2 separate regions of the Pan troglodytes genome follow, and region 1 is linked to region 2. A link is a contact called in public Hi-C data. All regions are on one chromosome and are shown on one strand. The core of a region is the stretch at or near the end of the contact, and the rest is flanking DNA. Distances in the headings are between cores, read along the strand shown.

Evidence for each region. Hi-C and Micro-C count contacts between places; a contact is called where the count stands out from the background.
Region 1: a contact with region 2 is called in a Hi-C map of induced pluripotent stem cells, with 2.2 times the contacts expected there. The contact joins the enhancer-like site here to the promoter of ZGRF1 in region 2. A contact is called at or near these places in 4 of 7 Hi-C or Micro-C datasets (blood, induced pluripotent stem cells and stem cell-derived neural progenitor cells), 1 of 1 datasets of contacts at active chromatin or transcription factors (stem cell-derived excitatory neurons) and 1 of 1 other capture datasets (stem cell-derived neural stem cells).

The regions. Positions count from the first base shown.
Region 1 is chr3:114,416,644-114,419,637 of NHGRI_mPanTro3-v2.0_pri, forward strand. All of the region lies in intron 1 of ANK2 (ankyrin 2), which reads left to right. Among named protein-coding and RNA genes, the nearest start is that of ANK2, 250 kb to the left of the region's middle. Within about 2 kb of position 1,323, at least 6 of the 24 cell types and tissues checked have an H3K27ac peak or open chromatin away from gene starts, as enhancers often do. A contact at or near this core is called in induced pluripotent stem cells and stem cell-derived neural stem cells, where this site is marked.
Region 2 is chr3:114,099,687-114,103,113 of NHGRI_mPanTro3-v2.0_pri, forward strand. It overlaps ZGRF1 (zinc finger GRF-type containing 1), which reads right to left and starts at 1,292. Exons shown (of 27, transcript XR_010156669.1): 1 at 747-1,292. LARP7 (La ribonucleoprotein 7, transcriptional regulator) reads left to right here and starts at 850. Exons shown (of 13, transcript XM_063809758.1): 1 at 850-1,135.

The sequences.
Region 1 (2,994 bases), core at 73-2,572, 320 kb after region 2:
AAATATTTAAGCAACTGTGTATCAGTTAGAATGGGCTACGTTGTGCTGTAGTAACAAATAGCCCCTAACCTTAGTGGCTTACAATCACAAAGGTGTATCTTTTCCTCATACCACATGTATCTTGGGTTGGCAGGGGCTCTGCTCCACATTGTCTTCATTTGAGGCAGAGCTTCCACCATCTGGAATAATGCTGCCTGGCCTGGCACTAGGAATAAACATGACAAAATGTGTTCTGAGTGTGAAAGAGTTCTTCCTAGAAGTGATGCATGTTACTTTGGCTCACATTTCATTGGCCAAAGCAAGTGTAGGAAAGGGCTGTCCCATCTTGTGCCCAGAAGGAGGAGAATCAGAAATACTGGTGAATTGCACCTCTCAAAACCAAAAAGAGTAAATAATATTTCTGACTACCATTTAGTATCAAGATTTTAAAAGTAATAATTAGGTGAGGAAAAATAGACATAGTGCCTCATTACAAAAATTATTTAATAAATCGTAGGGTCAGAGCTACCTTTTCTGATTGGTAACCACAAGCAGTCATTCTAAGAAGCGGACTTGGGAATGCATCTGTACACATCAGTTTGAGGAACCTTGACAAAACCGAAAAGAATCTATTAATTCCACATAATCCCTGCAAAAAAGGCTTATTTCCTTTGTCACTGGGTAAAATAATTCAACATGAGTACATTGACAGACACAGGACACCACCCCTGCCAAGAATTCAGTTCAACAGACTCCAGTTTGAAAAATATAACCATATAGTCTTTATCATGAGTGATGGTTGTCTTATAATGCCCATTTTACACATGAGAAGCCGAAGCTTTAAGACATTATGTCACCTTTCCCAAGTTACACAGCTCAGAAGTGACAGAGCCTTGCCTAGAACCCATGTTCCTCTGACATCAAAGTGCATGCTCTCATCCGTATACTCTGCTACCTTGCAACAAGACTGGCACAGAGAAATACCTGAACCCGGGGTGGTTCAGGAAACAGTGACTGGGAGAGAGTTAGTGTAGCTGAGTCAGCTGGACCCAGGAGAGGAGGCAATGATCTTGTCACTCTGCAAGTAATCATGCTCATAATCTTAGTAGAACAAAGAAGTTGTTTTTAAATTAGTGATTTTCTGGGCTCAGGCTCCAGAAGCTCAGTTGCCTTTCCTGAACTTTGAGAGGGGTTTGTTGCCTTTCTTCGGCTTTGAGAGGGGCTTGTTGAGCGGGAGACAGGAATATCCCAGAACACAAACACCAGAGCCTTTCCTGGAAAGGAGCCCATGCCAACAGAGTCTGCATCCCCATGCCTGCCTGTGGTGGGGTGGAGGATGGGGTCGGCTTTCAGGAGCTGGAGCACTGAGGAGTGAGCAAGCTGTGATGCTGTTAGCCTGCCGCCTGTCCTAAGTGCAGCCCAAGTCAGAGCAGAGGTGCAGATGGCCAGGGCTTGTGAGGATTCTTGTAAATTGAAGACTGTCTATAATTTGATTAAGGCGCAGACAGCTAACGGATCTTTAAAGGAGTGTTTAAATCAAATCACCAAACAAGGAAGGTGGAATCTGGGGAGAATTAGAAGGCAAACGTGGTGGTGTTCTCATCAATCAGATGCAGCTGTCCATGCACTATTTCTAAGTTACAAATAAATTAAGTTTATACAGGAAACTGGGAGCATATCAGATTAGCTAATTTTGGAATTCATAAGTGTAAAAATCTAATTTTGCTTAAAATTAACTACTAAACAGTGACAGGTACAATGCCAAGTTCTTAGACAGTTGTTTTGAATCCATATACAACGTTATGAGATAGGTATGATAATTCTATTTTAGAGGTAAGCTGACTGAAACCTGAAGAGATTATGTAATTTCCCCAAAGTTATAAAGCTAGAAAGTAGTAATGTTCTTCAAACATGTGCTTTCTTTTAAAATGCACTTCCTTAGGTGATTGTGCTCAGTGGATCAATTATTCTTTTAAGTTGAAGAATAAAAGCTTTTCTTAAGATCCCTACTCAACCCATATTTTCTAGACAACCTTTGCCAGTTAACTCTGGTATGAAGCTGATGCAGAAACAACAAATCAGTATGATTTTCTCTTGCATGATTCATTCTTGTGAATGGGTATTGCATGCTTGTTGGGTCCATATTTTCTTCACATAATATTTTATTCTCTTTGGGGGTAGGAGCCATAACTAAACAGTTATTTAACCCCCATTATTCTTAATGTTGTGCCCTTCAATGAATGGCTGATTTTATGAAGCGTAGTTACTTTATGATTAGGCATTTTATGTCGCTCATTAAGAGATGACTTATGACCAAAGTTTTAATGGAAATCTTTGCTTTGGGATCCTGCTATCACCTAAGGTGCTTACAATTTGTTCTGAGTTATGCCACAAAATGACTACAATTATTTACCTATATTTCCGTAAGCTTAAAGTTTGGAAAAGCGAAGCATGCAGGCATCTGGACCAAAGCTGCAGAGAGAAGATGACTGAAATTTGCACAAATGAAACTTATAAATGTATTGTTTTCAGACCATTAGAAGGTATATATTTAATATAGATATATATAATAGAGTTTAGAACATTAATATATAAAATGAAAATAAGTGGGTGCTGTTTCTAGTAACTACCCAGAGAGCTAGGGGGAAGCAGCAGAAAGCATGCAGGGCAAAGGCTGTTCCTTAGGCTTGAGTTCACAGCCAGGTGTTTCACTAATAGCTGTGTTACCTTCAGCAATTTATATAATCACTTTGAAACTTATTTAAAAATATTTACTACATGTTGTATGTCATTCGTAACTGCAGTGTTCTTCTTTGGATGAAATGTGTGTTAAACATCTAGACCTAAGCATGCATGCAGTGAACAATGATTACTATTATTACTACTGAAGCCCAACACAGGCTGTTTTGATGTCAGTGAATACAGTGCAGATGTCATCTTTTCCGTATTTCTGGAGAACAGATTTTGGCAAATAGGAGAACCTTAAGATATTCATTAACCTATGACAAGATTTAA
Region 2 (3,427 bases), core at 42-2,541:
TGCAAAGATAGAGTTTTTTCCAAGTGTTCATCTGTCCACGTCTACCAGACAATTCACCTGTTGACCGACTTCTAGTAGGTGAAAGATTAATCTCCAAATAAGTTTTTAAAGACCCCAGATGTTCTGTGATAATTATATACATACATACATACACACAGATATACGTACATACACACATATACGTACATACACATTGTGCTACTATAGGTACGGACACAATATATATACATAAAACTCGGTGTTCTCAGTGAAGTATGAGCCATTATTCATTTAAATACAAGATATTTTTCCTTTTTTTTTAAACAAGGAGTATTTTTTGAACCTAAACCTGAACCTCTAAATAGTTCGGATAACAAAGTTTTGGAATCACGAACTCAACATTGTTAACAAACCATCCAGTCCAAATAAACAAAGGAAACCCACATCTCATTTGCCAAGATTCTAATAACCATAATCCTGTCACCAAATGACAATGGAGACTTGATACTTTCTCAGTCCTAAATACAAACAGCAAAGCCCTCTTTGGTCCTCATATCTACTCGAAATTGCAAAGCAAGGCCTGGGAAAAACGGTGAAGAGGCACCACTTATTACAAGCAGTCCGAGTAGCTGTGACTGCGACCACCCCAATCCTAGTTCCAAACAGCATCCTTCCCGGTTCTCTTCTTAAGGAGCAGAGTCTTTCGTCCCTTCGCCCCAAATCGCTCAAGTCATTCCTAGGAAAACCCGAGAAACACTTCACCTCACCTGTCAAATTGCACAAAATCCACTTTCGAATTTCTCCCGCGAAACAATGTGACGTCATTAACGCGGGACCTCACCAGATGAGGACCCAAAACTTGGCCCGCCCACCTCCGCCTAAGCCAAAAACCGCCGCTTTCAAATCGCCAATCAAATTCTTCCTTGGCTTCGAGTCTCTCAGCCGGCTGCGCTCTCCGATGCCCAGCCCTCCTGGAACCACCTCGCCTGTGACGTAGGTGGCGCGCGCACTGCCTCCGGGCCCGTCTTTCTCAATTGGGACCGGAAAACGTTGTCGCTCATCCTATGACGCGAAAGTAACCAAGGCTATCAGGATCCGGAGACGGAAAGGTCCGAAGGCCGCAGTACTTGACCCTGTATTTTGGGAGTCGAACGGAGTAAGTTACAAGCGGCCTATAGGGTCGCACAGCTTGGGCGAAGTCTAATTAACTCTCCGTCCTTTTTCTTGCGGTCCACTCTATCATCTATCGTCCTTCTTACCCCGCCCCCCCGTCCTGCACACCCATCAGTTCCTTGGCCTAGTTATTTATGCGCACGCGCAAAAGTCGTCGGCAGCACTTGTAGTTCCTGTTTTCAGAGAGTAGGGGCGCATAGGGGCCCGGCGTGGGGAGGTTTGGGGCGCGCCCAGCCTATGACGGCGTCTTTGCGGAAGTACGGGTGCCGAGAGAAGCAGTAGTCAATAAAGAGAGTGCCGTATTTCGCAGATTGGAGCTGAGCTGTGGCTGCCAGAGGATAGCGAACGTGAGGATTTATATTCTAAAATTATCATCTTCTTTTGCAGGACTCTGCCATCGTCCTTAAAGAGTAAAAAATCCAGTTACGGAAGGGAACTAACACGTGCTAGATATGGTGTGCAGAGTGCGTTAGCAAAGAAACTTAAGAGAAAACAAATGATAGGACACAGGGTGGTGGAAGATCTCAAAGAGTAAGATGCCATTTAACCTGGGCCTTGAAAATTTAATAAGGAAATTTAGACGAGAAGATTCAGACAAAGCAGAAGACACAGGCCACTACGTGTTGAGGGACTTGAATTGTAAGCAGTGACCAGAACAATGATTCTTAACCTGTTGTGGCACACTTCTTTTGAAAACTTAATTATATGGATTAGCTTCTCAGGAAAACGTGCATGCACCTATTAAAACATTTTGCGAGGCTGGGCACGGTGGCTCACGCCTGTAATCCCAGCACTTTGGGAGGCCGACGCGGGAGGATCACTTGAGGTCAGGAGTTCGAGACCAGCCTGGCCAATATGGCAAAATCTCGTCTCTACTAAAAACACAAAAATTAGCGGGGAGTGGTGGTGCACACCTGTAGTCCCAGCTACTCAAGAGGCTGGGTTGGGAGAATCGCTTGAACTCGGGAAGCAGAGATTACAGTGAGCCGGGATCGCGCCACTGCACTGCAGCCTGGGCCACTGAGAGAGGCTGCGTCTCCAAACAAACATTTTTCATATAATTTCCTCAAGAGAAATTACGAAATACTTTTAAATAGCAAACACACACAAATGACTTGGTGTCTTGTCTGACTCACTCTTCCAAGTTATCTATGTCTTTCGTGGTCTTTGAACTATTTTTCAACCGTGTAACTCGCTACAGCATCATGGAAATTAGGTTTGTCCAGTAAAGATGCAATTAATTATTGTCCTGAGCAGTATTTATTAATATTCATTTCAACGTTCCTGATTGCCTGTGTACCTGCTTTTTAAATTCTCCTTTGAACTGGTTTTTAGCACTTCACTGGTTCCCTTATTTACAGTCAAGCACCACATACCGACAGACCGCATGTATGACAGTGGTCCCATAAGATTATAGGTGAGTTAGGCGATAGTACCTAGGTTTGTGTGAATACATCATAGAATAACTACATACGCAATGATGTACTTACTCACCTGACTGTGCATTTCTCAGAATGTGTCCTTGTCGTTAAGCAACCCATGACTGTGCTTAAATCTTTACCGTGTATTCATTTTATATTTGTACAAGAGTCTTCATTTTACCTTATCTTTAAAATGTATCATTTACAATTTAATGGAGCCCACTAGAATTCTTGTCCAGCCAAAATTGCATGGACTTCAGATTAAGAATTCCTGAGTCAGAATATAGAGTCCGTGGTGATAAATTGCGGGAAATTCTACCAAAAGGTAGACAATGTGGGATCAAACATACCTGGGACAACTTACTTAGCTAGCTTTGGCCAAGTCACTCAAACCTTTTTGAGTTTTTGTGTTAAGAAGATGGAAGAAACTGCTACCTAGTGGGATTGTGAGGATTTACAAAAGTGTATATAAAGTTACTGGTATTGTTACCCAGTAACTTTTATTCTTCATTTAAAGCCAGTTAAATGTTACTTTTTTTTTTTTTTTTTTTTTTTTGAGACGGAGTCTTGCCCTGTCGCCCAGGTTGGAGTGCAGTGGCACGATCTCGGCTCGCTGCAAGCTCCGCCTCCTGGATTCACACCTTTCTCCTGCCTCAGCCTCCCAAGTAGCTGAGACTACAGGCGCCTGCCACCATGCCCGGCTAGTTTTTTTCTTTTCTTTTTTCTTTTTTTGTATTTTTAGTAGAGACGTGGTCTCACCTTGTTAGCCAGGTTGGTCTCCATCTCCTGACCTCGTGATCCGCCCGCCTTGGCCTCCCAAAGTGCTGGGATTACAAGCGTGAGCCACCGCGCCT